Regions from separate parts of the Mus musculus genome. Here regions 1, 2 and 3 are each linked to region 4. The links are chromatin contacts, called in public HiChIP or PLAC-seq and promoter capture Hi-C maps. All regions are on one chromosome and are shown on one strand. Each heading gives the region's core, a stretch centred on a gene start, on an enhancer-like site or on the middle of the called end of the contact. The rest is flanking DNA. Distances are from core to core; before and after follow the strand shown. Region 1 has its middle 6.9 kb from the start of Upk2. Region 2 holds the start of Mpzl2 (myelin protein zero-like 2). Region 3 holds the start of Cd3e (CD3 antigen, epsilon polypeptide). Region 4 holds the start of Phldb1 (pleckstrin homology like domain, family B, member 1).

Region 1 (3,888 bases), core at 1,159-3,658, 270 kb before region 4:
AGGCATCCAGAAGAGCTTGTCTGATTCTTTCACTTATTAAACATTGGTAGAGAAATCCCTCACAGCGGGCACCATGATGGGTATTGAGATACTGAAAAATGAGAATCGACCCCTGCTTTCAGCTGGTCTGTCTGGACTAGGTAGAGGACCATAGCCTAGAAAGAGGGGACTTTGTCATTGAGCATGGTGATGCAAGTCTTTTTTTTTTTTTTTTTTTTGAGACAGGGTTTCTCTGTGTAGCCCTGGCTGTCCTGGAACTCACTCTGTAGACCAGGCTGGCCTAGAACTCAGAAATCCGCCTGCCTCTGCCTCCCAAGTGCTGGGATTAAAGGCATGGCCACCACCCGGCACAGCATGCAAATCTTTATTCCCCAGAAGTCGGGAGGCAGAGGCAGATCTGCAGAGTGAGTTTCAGGACAGCCAGGGATACACAGAGAAACCCTGTCTCAAAGAGAGAGAGAGAGAGAGAGAGAGAGAGAGAGAGAGAGAGAGAGAGAGAGAAGTGGGGGGGGGGGGAAGAAAGCATCTGCATTCAGAAAGGCTGAGGGACTTGAATTATTCTCACACTTAGAAACTGCATACCAAACTTCTTCCTCAAGAGGAAGGTTCAGTGGTGGGGCCTGGCAGGAGCTGCAGCTGCTCTGGGCCACTGGTGACTTACTGCCTTTGCCAAGGGTTTTAAGTTTTGCCTTTGAGATTCTTCCCCAGAGTTCTGGAGGGACCATTCTGGCATGGATCCCTCTGGCAGTGAGGAGGACAGACTGGCATGTGGTCAGAGATGAGGTGAGGAGACCGAGGAGCAGAACTACCCAAGAGAAAAGAAAAGCAAGTGTGGCCAGGCCGTGGCCACCAGAATAGAAAGGAGCAGGCTGTAGTGGTGCCCCTGACAGTGATGACCACTGAGCAGTGTAAGAGGGGGAGAACAAATGATCTCCAGGTTTATGGTTTAGATCAGGCTCCAATGGCCGGGTGGAGGACGAATGCTCCCTGTGGAGCCTTTAAATCGGAGGTGTCATGATTACAGGCTTCCTCCACGATGACCCATAATAATCCCTGCTTCCTATTTCCTCAAATTTGTGACTGTGTGGAACCCCTTCCCGTTGGTCTGCTGGCATGTACCTGCAGTTCTAACTACTTGAGAAGCTGAGGCAGAAGGATTGCTTGAGCCAGGAGTTGGAGGCCAGCAGCATTGGGAGGTTAAAGGCAGGATGATCAGAAGTTTGAAGTCATCCTGGTCTACACGAGAGACCTTGTCTCAAAAACAAAAGACATGAGAGCAGGTATGAGGGAGGCATGGAAAGAAATAGAACTCAGATGCCAGGCAGTGGTGGCGCACGCCTTTAGTCCCAGCACTTGGGAGGCAGAGGCAGGTGGATTTCTAAGTTCCAGGCCAGTCTTGTCTACAAAGTGGGTTCCAGGACAGCCAGGGCTATACAGAGAAACCCGGTCTCAAAACAAACAAACAAGAAAGAAAAGAAAAAAAAGAAAGAAAAGACAAGACAAGACACCTATAATCTCAGTATTCAAGAGACTTTGGCAGGAGGATTTATAGATCAGTGCCAGCCTGAACTATAGCGGCTCTAGGGTCAGCTTAGGGCATGTCTTAGTCAGGGTTTCTATTGCTGCAACAAAACACTATGACCAAAAATCAAATTGGAGAGAAAAGGATTTATTCAGAGTACACTTCCACATTGCTGTTCATCACTAAAGGAAGTCAGGCCAGGAACGTAAACAGGGCAGGAACCTGGAGGCAGGAGCTAATGCAGAGGCCACGGAGGAGTGCTACTTACTGGCTTGCTCCATGTGGCTTGCTCACCTTGCTATCTTATAGAACCCAGGACCACCAGCCCAGGGATGGCACCAACCACCTGATCACTAATTGAGAAAATGCCTTACAGCTGGATCTCTTGGAGGCATTTCCTCAACTGAAGCTCCTTCCTCTCTGATGACTCTAGCTTGTTTCAAGTTGCTACACAGAACCAGACAGTAAAGGATATAAGATGGACATCTGTCTCAGAAGCCCCTTTTCCCCAAAGGCAGTAAGCAATGACTCATAGGATCAGATGTTCCTCCTTGCTTACTCTAAAGGAGACAGAAGCAATTCCATGGTGAGGTGAGGCCTCCACAGCAAGGAACTAAAGCTTCAGGCAATAGTGTGTGACACAGAAGGCATGGCGCTAAGTCTAAGTCTTCCAGCACCAAGAAAACCATCAAATGACCGCATCTCGCCTGTCAGCACATCTTCTTGAGACAACACTCCCCCACCCCTTCTTACACACACAACAGGTCTTGCTCAAATGCCTGACTCTCAGAACGATGTTTGCACTTACAAGTTTCTACACTAGTGGTAGCTTCCCCAACAGGGAAATAGTCAAGAGGCCATTATAATGGGGCACGTGACTCATTGGCACAGACAGGCATGTGACAGGGTTCCCCTTTTAACAGTGGAAGGAGGCTCTTTCAGAGTGTAGAAGGGAAGAAGACATCCACAAACATCCTGGCTGGTACCACAGGGCTTCTCCTTCACCTCCGGAGAGCAGCTTCCTGCAGAAACCAGAGCTGGGAGGTGAGGTGCTAGGGTCAGAACAGGGTAGGCAGCTCTTTGAAGAGAGCAACTGATGGGACCTAGGTTTGGTTCCCAGTATCCATGTAGTGGGTACAACTGTATAACTCCAGTTCCAGGGGATCCAATACCCTCCTTGGACTTCCAAGGTTACCAAACACACACACACACACACACACACACACACACACACACACACACACACGGTACACAGATATACATGCATGAAAAACCCTCATATAGAGAGAGAATAAAAATAAAGCCTTACGGTGGCACACACATTTAATCCCAGCACTCAAGAGACAGAGGACTGAGGATCTCTGTAGGTTCCAGGTCAGCCAGGGCTACACTGAGAAACCTGGCATGTGTGCTACATCACAAGGTGGAACTAACTTGTGTGTTGGCTTTCTCCTTCCTCTGTGGGTCCTGGGGACCAATTTCAGGTCATCCCTTTTTGGGGTAAGCCCTACCAGCCCTGCTAGTGCTAGCTTGCTTCTGGCTCTGGATTTTATCTCTATCTATCTATCTATCTATCTATCTATCTATCTCTTTAGGAAAGCTGATTTGATTTGGTGCCCAGGCTGTTCTTGAGCTCCTGATCTTCAGTCTTCTAAGAAATGTGATTGTAGTGTGTGTTAGCATGGCTGGCTGTGCTTTAATTAATTAATTAATTAGAGACAAGGTCTTCCCTCGGGGCTGGCAGCATAGGTGTGCACTGCCATGCCTAGCTGCTCTTCCTCCTGTCCCCTTCTTCCTTCTTCTCCTTTGAAATGCCAGAGGACTGGGATTATGGCTATGGTGCTGGGGACAGAACCCAGGGTCTCATGCATGATGCCATGATGCTCTACCAACTGATTCACATCATCGGCTCACTCTTGGTTTTCTGAGATAAGATCTCATGAAGCCCAGGCTGGCCTCAAATGCTACATAGGTGGAGATGATCTCGGATTCTTGATCTTCCTGCTCCATCTCCAAGGTGCTAGAGTTGCAGGCTTCTGGTGCTTAGCTTCCTCCCCCCTTCCTTTGTTTTGATTGATTGATTAACTGATTGATTGATTGATTATGTGTGTGTGTGTGTTTGTGTGTGCCTACCTCCTTCTCTCACTCTCTCCTTTCCTTTTTTGTATGTATGTATGTATGTATACGTATGATGTATGTACATATGTATGTACGTATGTGCATATGTATGTATGTATGTATTATATATGTATGTTTGTATTTATTTAGTGTGTGTGTGTATGTGTGTGTGGTGTATAGGTGTATGCAGGCCACAATGTCTGTGGGGATCAGAGAACAACTTGGAGGAATCAGTTCTCTCCTTTCAC
Region 2 (3,900 bases), core at 1,311-3,810, 310 kb after region 4:
GTTGGAACAGATGTTCTTGCTTCCTTTAGGACTAAGGCAATGTTACAATGTTACAAATTTTAATGATGACCAGGACTCTTCTCTGGTAAGTTTAAGGGAAAAGCAGTATCTTTGAACACTTCCTTTTAATCATCAGAATGTCCTTTCCTTTTCTCTTTCTTTGTTTCTTTTTCATTTGCCCAGATATAAACTATTTCTTCGGCTATCTTCAGATGTCTCTTGTTTTGATTGAAGTTCCGCACACTGGCATCTTTGGAATACCAAGGGGGCAATGAATGCTCTTTTTATTTGCCATTTTCTCTTAACAGGTTCAACCCTCAGTCTCCTTCTTCGCCCAGGGTGGGAACAGTGAGATAGTTGGAGCCTCTCCTGTTAACTGGAAGGAACTGGGCGTTGCTGAACACAAAGCCAAAAACTTGACCTGGGCTGAGGAATGGGATCCGGGCAGCTGTGCCCCTCAGAGCAAGGCTGGCTGCCAGCTCTCAGGGCATCTGGTGACTGGGGAGGAATTCCTCTGCTTGGACAACAAGCTTTCTATTCTGTTCACTGCCTCCTGCCCTGATTCCTCACCTGCTGTTTCAGAGTGTTCTTCGGTTAACTCCACCTCTCACTGAATTTTGCAATTTGCTGTCAACTTAACCTTTCCCTGGCTCTGTCTGTTTGGAATGGCGTTTCTCTGCAAAGTCGAAAGCCAACCAAGATGAAGTTTTCTTTAACTCGCCCCCCTCCCTACTCCCGGGGTTCCTGGAGCTGACCCTTTTCTGACCTACCTACAGGGAAGGCTACATCTGCCCACCATGTAAGTGCCACTCAGCAACCCAGAATTTTCAGTTTGGGCTGCTCAGAATCACCTAGACTCTAGGTCCTAGAGGCTGGCGAAGGAGCCAGACACTCATTACAGGAGCGCTTTGGTGCCAGCACGCAGCTGACCTCCCTCTGGGGCAGCCCCTGCGCTCCCCAGAGTAATGAGTAGGTTTGGGCGAGTGTCTGCCCGTTTGTTCCATCTCTCCTCCACACTTTTCTTTTTCCTTCATGTCAGTAATTTACCCCTCTTTGGGTGGAATGCTTTTATTTTATCGCCTGCTCGATAGGACCCAGGGTCCTGGGTACTCACTTTGTCCTTGAGCTGCTAGACCCCTAGCCTGACGTTTCTTTATTTTTCTACCCAGTCTGGCCCTTGCTTCCCTCCTAGCAGCACCCTTTTTACCGGGGTTCAGATAGAAGACTGTGGTACGGATCACGGAATAGTTTCTAGATAGCTAATCCAGGGATAAGGGCGATTCAATTGTATTCAGTGTCCCATCCCCCATCTAGCTTACTTCTTTAAAAATTTAAATTACATTTTAACTAGTCTTTCCCTCCCTCTCCCCTCCCCCACCCCGTGTCTCTGTCTCTCTGTTGCATGTGTGCATGTGCACCATAGCGCGCGCGCGCGCGTGTGTGTGTATGTGTGTGTGTGTGTGTGTGTGTGTGTGTGTGTGTGTGTGTAGGTCAAAAGGCAGTTTTCAGGGTTTGATTCTCTCCTTCTACCACGTGGGTTCCTTAGACCGGACTCAGGTGGCCAGGCTCCTTGGCTTGGTGCCAATACTTATGTCGTAGCCTCCACCCACTTTTTAACTGCATTCGGTCTTGGTTGCCTCTGTTTGCCAGCTTGCTGTTGTGCCTCTTACCAGATGAAGCCCTTTATCTCCGCGTTTCAGGCCTCTCAGATAGGTGGCTGTCCTCAAAATGGCAGTTGAAATCTGGGGCACAGGAAAGGTTTTCTTTTCCTTGAGAGTTCACTGATCACCCCTATCAGGCTTTTGGTTTGTGGGCAGGGAACTCACGCAAGTCAGGAAGCTTCCCATGGGGCTGTGGGTGTAGCTCCGTGCCAGAACACTTGCTTAGTAAGTACAAGGTCATGAGTTTAGTCCTGAGTATTGCCAAAGCTGGGCAGTGACTCCCCAACTTCAAGGTCCAGCCTGGGCTACATGGTGAGACAGTCTCAAACAATAACATAGAACACACAAAGATTATGGGCAATTGCTTCCCTCCTGAGCGTTTTTTTTTTTTTTCCTTCCAGTACAGGGTTTCTCTCTGTAGCCCTGGCTGTCCTGGAACTCACTCTGTAGACCAGGCTGGCCTCGAACTCAGAAAGAACTCAGAAATTCGCCTGCCTCTGCTTCCCAAGTGCTGGGAGTAAAGGTGTGCGCCGCCACCGCCAGGCTCTAAGAGGTTACTCTTTACGCTGTTAAAATGGTATTCCTTTCCATAGGATTGTGGAGAGAAAAGGATGCCCAGAAAAGTCCTTTGCAAACTGCCCTAAGCTGGGAGAAAGGAGCAGGGGAGTTGCTCTGAGCTGAGAAAGGAACCAGCATTGAGACTTGGTTTCTTTCTGCTGAGTCTCAGGAGAGCCTGTTCACACCAGAGGGTCTCAAGGAATTCCCAGAACTGATGGGTGCGGTGAGTCAGGCCCTAGGCTGATTCCAAGGACAGGAATCACTGCAAAACTTTCAATGTTCACTTCCTAGGCAAGACTAAAGTCTGTTTTAAAAGGGTGTGTGTGGGCCAAGTTCAGAGCAGTCTGGGACATTTCAAACTGGCACCACCTCCTCTGGCTGCTTGTGAGGCCATCCGGAGGCCAGGGCTCGGTCAGATGAACGGAAAAGTAAAGAGAGGACCGCAGAGTCTGAGACCTTTGCGCAGAGGGCTGGAGTGTGGAGAGGGGCGGGAGGGAGAATCAGGAGGAGGGCGCTGGGTGCGGAGGCCCCACCTTTCATTCCAGAGCTGTACCGGCCGGGGCGGGATGAGTCACGACTGGTTGGCTCCGCTGTGCGCCTTCCCATAGGTGAGGGACTCGGACCTCTCCGTGGGTAAACTGTGCCGCCTGCTCGTCCTAGCCTTGGCCTTGGTTGGGTGCTGGAGTCCTGGGTCTGCCGGGTTTGGCCTCTGGGGCCACGACTGGCTTTCCCTGATGTATGGCAAGAGCCCCGCGCTTGTGCTTCCACTTCTCCTGAGTTTACAGCTCACAGGTAAGAACTGGCGGGCTTCTAGGATTTTCTACCATTGCCGCCCATTCTGTAAAGACAGAGCTCATGGCTTGAAGAAATCTCAAGGGCTCCGTTGGGAGATCGTGCCCCAACTGCAATTCGTTCTAGTCCAGACTTCGCCGAAACTTCAGTTCGGTGGGTTGCTTTGGGGCAGTACTTTGGGCAAACAGGTTTAGGTGTGTTTGGCCGCCCGTGATTGAGGCACACAGAGGGCTTTCTGATCTCAGGTTACACACCATCTTTGTGTGGCTGCTCTCAACCTCGGGCTGCTGGCTAGATTTGGCCCTTGGATTTCCGTGGGAGGATTTTGTCTGCGACTCCCTGCAGCACCAGAGAGCAAACCTGGATTGTCAGAGCGAGAGTCCCGCTGTGGTTTTGAAGCTGTCCCAACCAATGCACGTACCAGACTTGTAAATAAGCCACGTGGTGTAAGGCTTCCAGGGGTGCAGGCAAGCGCAACTGCTGGGGTGGATTGACCTGCAGGCTAGCAGCAGCCCCAAGTCTACATGTAGGAAAACTTCCCTGCTTGGAGACTTCTTTTTTCCACAAAACAAAACAAAACAAAAAAACATACTGTGTTGCTTGATCGTAATACGCCACGTCTGACCAACGTTTGGATTTTTGTTTCTTCTTTCCATCTCCTTTGCTGATGTTTGTAGTTTCTGGTTATAGTTCTGAAATTGGTGCGGTAAGGCTGTGAAGAAAGTGAGAACACCAGGTAGTTTTACCTCTAATTGGCCCTCGGGATGGGAGGGTCAAAGCTGTGTGCAGGCAGGAGTATGTAGACTCCTGGTGAAGTGAATTTGAAGGTTGGCTTACTTGGAAAGTGTCAGCGTTTTTTTCTCAATGATACACCACTGTTAACCTCTTC
Region 3 (3,460 bases), core at 412-2,911, 270 kb after region 4:
GGGATTGGGAGGTCAGAGGGCAACCTGTAGGAACGGCTTCTCTCCTTTCACGTGTAGGGCCTGGGGAGGGAATGCAGGTTGTTGTCAACCTTGATGGGAGGCACTTCAGCCACTCAACTATACCATAGACTCTCCTCTTTTCTCTTTTAAGTGATGCTTTCATTATTTGTTTGTTTTTTTGTTTATTTATTTATTTATTTAATTTAAGGGGTAGTACAATTAATGACTGCTTCTTGCAGGAGTCATAGTCTGCCCCGTGAGACTCAAAGTGTGTTCCTTGGACCAGTCCCATATAAATAAACCCAAAGCTTGTTAGAAATACAGGATGTTGAAGGAGTTGCTAGCCCAAGCTTAGAATCCCAGCATTCACAGGGCTAAGGCAGAAGGGCACAGTGTTTAAGACCAGTCAACTTAGACTGTCTCATGAACCTCTGTCTCACAAGCAGCTAGCCAACTCTCTCAGGACCCCCTGTGAAGGTGTGTGCACAGTCAAGTTTGAGAAACCCAAAGTGAAGCAGGAAGTAGAGGCACACAGCTGTGGTTCTGAGAGGGGAGCCAGGCTGTGGCAATTTTCTAGGTCTTTGACATAAAACTCTCATGAGCCATTTGCCTCACAAAGTGCATGCAGCCCTCCTGAGCACAGACCCTGTCGACAGACATCTCTGGCTTCCCAGATCAACTGCCGGAATTGCTGTTTAACAATGAATGATTAGTCAATCGTGCATGACAACTTCATCCATAAGACAGGAGCCGTACCACTTTTCTTCCATGGAAGAAGCAAGAATCAAACTGATTAACCCTTGTTTCTTCATGCGGCACATGCACTTAGCAAAGGGCCGTGTGTGTGTGTGTGTGTGTGTGTGTGTGTGTGTGTGTGTGTGTGTGCTTGCGCGCGCGCGCACGAGCACGAGCATGCATGTTGTTTATGTGCTCTCAATTATTTACCAATTCTATCCTACCTTACTTCCCCAAAAGGATGAACTAGTAGGAATCTCTTGGCCACTTCCAAAAGACTGGAAATTACAAAGTGTCTCAAAGATACTAAGCTGGGATGAACCTGAGTCTAACCCTCCCGTCTCCCCCAAACCAAGAGAGGCACTATCTCTGCTCATTCCTTGTGTTAGTTCTTAGCATTGCTAAGTTTACAGTCAGATGGGCTTATTTTCCACGACAGACAGAACTCTTCTCTCAGTTGATGAGATCAACCCAACTGATTTCCTTTGCATGTCTCCTGAACTGTCTCCCCGCACCTGAGTCCCCAGCCCTTGTCCCCACTTCCTAACGGTATCGCCAACAGTTCCTTGAATCTTCTAGCCACTGAGGCACCAGCTGCACTGGGCAAGACTGTGAACCTTGCAATGGCCTGGGAAAGCACCGCCCTTTCATTCCCCTACTCACCAGCTAGGAGGCTGAGGCACAGGATGCCCCAGAAAGTGTTCCACCGCATCCTCTCAGAATGCTCTCTCTACCAAGATGGCGGACGCAGCCAGCTCATTACTTCTGAAAAAGAAACAGATGAGGTTTTCAACACAGTGGCTGCATGCAAAGACCCTGGATCATTGGTTGCCATAGTAGGATGAAGGAGAGTGGGGGGCACTTCACAAGGAGAGACTTACCATTTCTGAAGAAGGCACCAGACGCAGACAGGGGAGGCAGGTGTCTGAACCCCACACAGGAAGTGTAGAGGGGACTCAGGGCCCGCCTGCTCCACGTCACTTGGAAATGTTTGAGGCAGAAGCCTCCGCCTTGGTTAACTGAGGAAATCCGCGCCTCACAGCCTTCCCATAAGGATGAACAAGGGGGGCTCTAGCAAGCCCCCGAGAGTGCTGTGAAAAACACCTACTTGTGCCCTGTGCAAAGCACCTCCACACTGAGGGAGCCTTCCTTATGCATAACCCCTCCAGCGGAGGCAGGAAGACGTTGAAGCACTCAGTATCTGCCTTCTGTTATGGTGCCCTTGGGTCTGAGCAGCAGGATGGAGTGGAGCCGTCTCATTAATAATCTTCGAGGGGCTTGCTTTTCTTTTCTTTCTTTCTTTGAGACAGGATTTTTAGCATGTAGCCGTCCTGGCCTTTGATTGCACATGCTGGGCAGTTGCTGGACAATGAGAGAGTCACATAGCTCCTGTCTTTGTACTGACACTATGCTAGGGGCTTTACTCATGCACCCACTAGGGTAGCTTTTAGCATTATTATTTAAAATCTAGCATAAGTACTTCCTGAGTTATAAGCAACAATCTTTTTCTTTGTAAAAAACGCTTATTGACTTAGCTCTTTGATAATTTCATACAATTGTAACACACTTTCTGATGATTAATCTCCCTTTCTCGACAAGTCTTTTATTAAAAAGTTTTACGAAAAAAAAGTTTTACGTTATTTATTTACCTATTTATTATATGTGTATATGTGTGGGCATAGACTTGCCACAGCATGTGTGGAAGTCGAGGGTAGCTTGAGGGATTCTCTCTAACATGTGAGTCCCAGGTTTCAATTCAGGTCTTTAGGTTTTTAACCACAAACAACTTTATCTGTTGAGGTATCTCTCTGGCTCCGCTTCTTGATATATCTACTGGGTTTAACGAGAGTTAGCTGTGTGACAGTGGATTTGGAACTAACTACTGAAGGAGCCTGAAGAGCTCCTCAGTGGGTACAGGACTGAAGAAAACGGCTGCCTTTCTTTCTGAATCCATCTATAACCTATAGTTCAGTAGAAAGGCTTAGAGCCCCAGAAGTCCCGCCCCAATGCATGATTGACTGTTGATAAGCCCAGTTGCATGTGGATCCACTGCTGGCTGCCACAGCTACTAGAAGGCAGTGCTTCACAGCCCTTCTCCCTAGTTTCTACTCTTACATTCTTTTTGCCCACCCACATCTCCAGATAAGGGATAGTATCAGACTCAGTGCCCAGAGGGACCTCCCTCTTCTCAGATGGGAAGGGGAAGGAGGGGTGGGGGGAGCGGCTATCTGAGGGGCGGGGACTTGGAGGGGGGGCTTGGAGGAGGGGGGCTGAGATTGGGATGTAAAATGAGTAAATAAATTAATTAATGGAAATTACAAAATCTTTTCATGTATGTATGGAGTTTGAGTGTGCAGACGTGTGAGGTGCTTGTGGAGGCCAGAGATGGATACTAAGCGCTCTTTCTCGATCCCCCTTTCTACCTTAGTTTGGAGTCTGAGTCCCCTTTCCGCCTTGTTTTTGAGTTGGGGTTTGCTTTCTGCCTTGCTGTCTCACTCTCTGGCGCTCTCTCCCCTTTTTTCAAAAAAGATTTATTTATTCTCCGACAATTCCATACATGTATGTAATGTATCTTGATCATATCCACCTTGATTTCTCCCTTTCACTGCCCTCAGACATCCCCCGTACATCTCTCCCCTCCCCAACCCCCCTCACCCGCCCCCCACCCTCTGAGTGCAGTTACCTGCTGCCTGCTGAAATGCTGCATGGTAACCAGAGCTGCAGT
Region 4 (3,780 bases), core at 1,228-3,727:
CAGGTAACCCTAGCCCCATCCCCAATGTGCTAACAGCCAACACCACCTGTCTCCGGGTCTTAACACCTGAACAAAGGTGAAGGGAGTTCTGGGAAGAGCCAACCAGCCCTGACACCAGTGAGCACTGAAGAAAGTCCTTGGGATCCCAAGGGGCCCAAGATGAAAGGTCCAAAGCCAGCCTTGGAGCAAAATGCCAGGTCCCCCTCCCTCACCTGGGTCTCACAGGAGTCAAATGGTGGCTCTAGAGGGGCAATGCAGAGCAGTAGGCCAAGGCCTTTCTGGTCACAATGACTTTCTTTCGTCTTCCCTGCTCACATACGCCCTCGAGGAAGGGCCACCGGCAGAGGAAGGAGTCAGGACGGGAAGGAAACTGAGGCCGGGCGGGCAGAATGCCCAGGAGAGGCAGGGGGAGTGTCCAAAGCCAGGCGTGTAGAGAAGAAATTAGAAATAAAAATAGGCAGAGAGAAAGGGGGGTTTGTAGAAAGGACGAGGTGCAGGGATAATAGAGTGTGAAGTCAGGAGAAAATACTGAAAGCTGGTGAGGAGAGCCTGGGTGTGGTGGTACATGCCTGTAAACCTAATTCCCTGTACTCCGGATGTGGCGACAGGATATCAGACACTCAAGGCCAGCCTCGGCCTGAGCTTCATGAGACCTTGTCTCAAAAAATAACAGCAGTTTTGGGGATGAGATAGTGAACTAGGAAAATAGACTGTAGGGAAGGCCAGGGAACCCTAAGAAGCATGAGTGGTGGTGATGGGGAGGGAGGGGGCAGACTTAGCATACATTCCCCAAATAGGAGAGGATAAACCAGGCGCTTCAGAGCACCTTGGAGCGGGGAACGGAACCGGAGGGCAGCTAGGAAAAGAGGAATCCCCAGCAGCGGGAGAACAGAGTCTTGCACAGTCTGGGGACAGAGTAGACAGAGCTGGGAAGAGTAGTTGGGGTGGAGGAGTATTGGGGAGCGACGCTGGAAAGGTGCACTTCTCGGAAACCCGCAGGGTTCGTGGATCTCCCCACAGCAGAGGCTCGGCCCTCCCCAGGCCACCGGGTGGGACAAGGCAGCAGTGTTGGGTCGCCTGCTGCGGCAGCCCCGCCCGTCCGGCCCCGGGGACAAGCGGCCTTTCTTCAGCAGGGCAGAGAGAGAAAAAGTCGCTTGTTTGCACAGCAGGGAAAGGGGGCGGCCTCGCAGCTGCAGGAAGGGGGCTGGCATGTGGAGGGAGGTGCGTGCGTGCGGGGAGGTTGCGTGAGTGGAGCAGTCTTCCCGGGCGACCCTTCCCAGCGCGTGGAGTGCGTGGTGTGAAGCGGACTAAGTGTGTGAAGTCGAGGCCCATGTGAGGATTCACGTGTGCACCCGTGGGGTGACACTGGACTGTCGGTGTGACGTGTCTTGCGGGTGCGCGGAGGTGAGGCGTGGGATGCTGTGCGTGGGAGCTGTGCGGACGCCCGTGTTAGTGGCCAGTTCTGTTTGTGTGACCGCTGTGGAGTGAGCCCGAAGTGCGATGAGTCAGTCTCCGGGAGCCTCCGGGACCGCTGAGCTAACGGGCCCAGAATGCAGCCCCACCCCGGCTCACTGGGTCCCCCGCCGGGCCGCGCAGTCGCGAGCCAAATCCCCGCTGCGCTGGCCTGGGCGGAAGCGTCCGCGGCGCCAGGGCAACCCCGCGCCCCACGACCCCACCCAGCCGCCTACCCTCGCTTCCCCATCCCGGGGGAGTCCGATGACGGCGCTCGACCTCGGCTGGGGAACTCCGCGCTGTTTTTGGATCCAGACCGCGGAGGCGGAGCGGGAGCCAACGGCTCAGTCATCCCAGGTCGCCGGGGACCCTCATAGATAACGGGGGTCCTGGAAAAGTGCCCAGGAGACCCTAGACATGGAAACCCCAGGATCCCTCCCTGACTCCCTCCCACGCCTCAGAGTTGAACTCCACATCTTTTTGAGTCCATCCAGGCAGCTGGAACGAGGACAAGAGCGGAGACGCCTAGGGGATCCCCCTTCCTGTGGTCCTGCTGATGTGGAGAGGAACCATGTGCGATGCTGTAGACAAGGTCCCGCGCGCGTACCCAACCCGAGACTGCAAGTGTGGGATACTGGCCATCGGGGTGCCCACAGGAGGATCTAGATCCCGCAAGACTTGGGGGGGGGGAATTCCTCCACTTAATACCAGGGCCCCCTCTGGCGGTGGCGCTGGCAACGACTCAGGAGGGCAAGAGCAAGCAGTTCGCCGAGGGCGGCCCACAAAGCCCCTTCCGCCAACGCACTCACCTGGCATGGCCCCCTTTTTCCGCACCTTTCTACCCAGTTCGCTGGGCCAGACTGGTCTCGTCTGGTCCCGGGGACTTTCCCTTCTGTAGACTCAGCCAGACGGCGAATGGAACCCCGAGGCATAGTGGGAGGGGCACGCTTACCTTGTGGGGAGTTGGGGGGACACCGGCCCCTTTGCCCAAGTGGGCCGCGGCGGCCTCAGGCTGGCGAAGACTCTGTTGCTTTTCCCCTGGAGCCAGCTGAGTAGGAGGAGAGGGAGACTGTCCCGCCCCGCTTCCCTGAGTCCCCGCCCCCATCCCGTCCTGTCCGCCTGGCCAGCTAGAGAAGACGCCCTTGTGGTGCTGGAGCCCAAGGCCCCCACCCAGCTTTTCCCACAGCAGCACCTCCCCCGCTTGCACAGCGCCCGCTTTGTTCATCTGTACAGCTGGGCTTTCCACCACCACCACCAGGGCCACCACCGTGCAAACTCTCCTCTCACCCTCCCCTTCCGACCCTCCTAGACCACCCTCCACTCTGGGCCTCGAAGCACTTCTTTATTTACCTCCGCCTACCCAAGATGCCTGAATCGTCCCCTGACTCCCCATGAGTCCTAGCGCAGCCCTACCACAGATGCTCAATTTCCTTTCAGAACATCAACTGAGGGCACCCAGGTCAGCCCCTACCCTTTGCTGTTCCAAGCCCCACCATAGAGAGTTGTCGATTTAATAATTGCACACCATGCTTCAGAAATGAACGTGAAGGCAAGGTCCGTTGAAAGTGTGCTGTAAGCCAAATGATGGTGGTCTTTTTCCCAGCACTCGGGAGGCAGAGGCAGGTGGATCTCTGTGAGTTCGAGACCAGACTGGTCTCAGAATGAGTTCAAGGACAGCCAGGGCTACACAAGAGAAACCCTGTCTCAAAAAACAAAAACAAACAAAAAAGTGTGGTGCAAACCACAGGACCCAGGAAAGCTGAATGGAGCCGGCCTTTTTGCCTCTGTCCATTCACCTCCACTAAAGAATTGTTGGGTTGCAGCTGGAGCTGGAGGCAGGGTAGAAAGACACCAGGTTGGCTGAAGAGTGGGAGTTTGAGGAAGAAAAGAGGGAGGGGGGCAGTCTATAAGCCCAGCCTGGCGAAGTCATTCAGCAGTCCAACCCGCACCCCGAAATCCAAGCTGACAGTGTAGCCGCACCTTGCAAAGCCTGCTCTTGCCCCAGGAGACGGCTGGGAGGCCTCATGGGAGCTGAACTCAGACTAGACTGGGCCTCTTTAACCTGCACTAAAGGATTGGCAGAGGCTTTTCCTCAGTGAAGGAACAAGCAGGAAGCCCCCAAGTCTGGCTTAAGGTCCAGATGGGATGGGTTGGAGAAAATTTAAAATGAAAGTCCTCTTTGGAATGGACAAACCCAGTTCTGTTCCAGTGGCTTTTGTTCTGTGTTCTCTCTCTCTCTCTCTCTCTCTCTCTCTCTCTCTCTCTCTCAGGAATGGCAGGAGACTGAACTGCAGGAATTTGGTCACTCATTGACAGAACTAGCATTAG

Evidence for each region. Promoter capture Hi-C pulls out the DNA fragments that hold promoters and counts their contacts. HiChIP or PLAC-seq counts read pairs in DNA pulled down with a chosen protein or histone mark.
Region 1: an H3K4me3 HiChIP or PLAC-seq map of bone marrow-derived macrophages shows a contact between it and region 4, with 6 times the contacts expected there. The contact joins the enhancer-like site here to the promoter of Phldb1 in region 4. A contact is called at or near these places in 16 of 39 promoter capture datasets (the 3T3-L1 cell line, 3T3-L1-derived adipocytes, the C10 cell line and 9 more), 3 of 15 datasets of contacts at CTCF or cohesin (embryonic stem cells, large pre-B cells and pro-B cells), 19 of 484 Hi-C or Micro-C datasets (B cells, CD4 T cells, CD8 T cells and 12 more), 20 of 115 datasets of contacts at active chromatin or transcription factors (the 230-238 cell line, astrocytes, bone marrow-derived macrophages and 13 more) and 5 of 9 other capture datasets (adipose tissue, embryonic stem cells, liver and 2 more).
Region 2: a contact with region 4 is called in a FOXA1 HiChIP or PLAC-seq map of pancreatic cancer cells. The contact joins the promoter of Mpzl2 here to the promoter of Phldb1 in region 4. A contact is called at or near these places in 1 of 484 Hi-C or Micro-C datasets (embryonic stem cells) and 2 of 115 datasets of contacts at active chromatin or transcription factors (pancreatic cancer cells and trophoblast stem cells).
Region 3: a contact with region 4 is called in a promoter capture Hi-C map of stem cell-derived epiblast-like cells, with 2.6 times the contacts expected there. The contact joins the promoter of Cd3e here to the promoter of Phldb1 in region 4. A contact is called at or near these places in 1 of 39 promoter capture datasets (stem cell-derived epiblast-like cells) and 1 of 115 datasets of contacts at active chromatin or transcription factors (embryonic stem cells).

Annotation. Positions count from the first base shown.
Region 1 is chr9:44,459,738-44,463,625 of GRCm38.p6, forward strand. No RefSeq gene overlaps it. Among named protein-coding and RNA genes, the nearest start is that of Upk2, 6.9 kb to the left of the region's middle. Within about 2 kb of position 2,409, at least 44 of the 459 cell types and tissues checked have an H3K27ac peak or open chromatin away from gene starts, as enhancers often do. A contact at or near this core is called in the HPC-7 cell line, bone marrow-derived macrophages, macrophages and 1 more, where this site is marked.
Region 2 is chr9:45,039,784-45,043,683 of GRCm38.p6, forward strand. Mpzl2 (myelin protein zero-like 2) reads left to right here and starts at 2,561. Exons shown (of 6, transcript NM_007962.4): 1 at 2,561-3,011. The coding sequence starts at 2,954.
Region 3 is chr9:45,007,950-45,011,409 of GRCm38.p6, forward strand. It overlaps Cd3e (CD3 antigen, epsilon polypeptide), which reads right to left and starts at 1,662. Exons shown (of 8, transcript NM_007648.5): 1 at 1,617-1,662; 2 at 1,399-1,500. The coding sequence starts at 1,447.
Region 4 is chr9:44,732,721-44,736,500 of GRCm38.p6, forward strand. Phldb1 (pleckstrin homology like domain, family B, member 1) reads right to left here and starts at 2,478. Exons shown (of 22, transcript NM_153537.4): 1 at 2,405-2,478.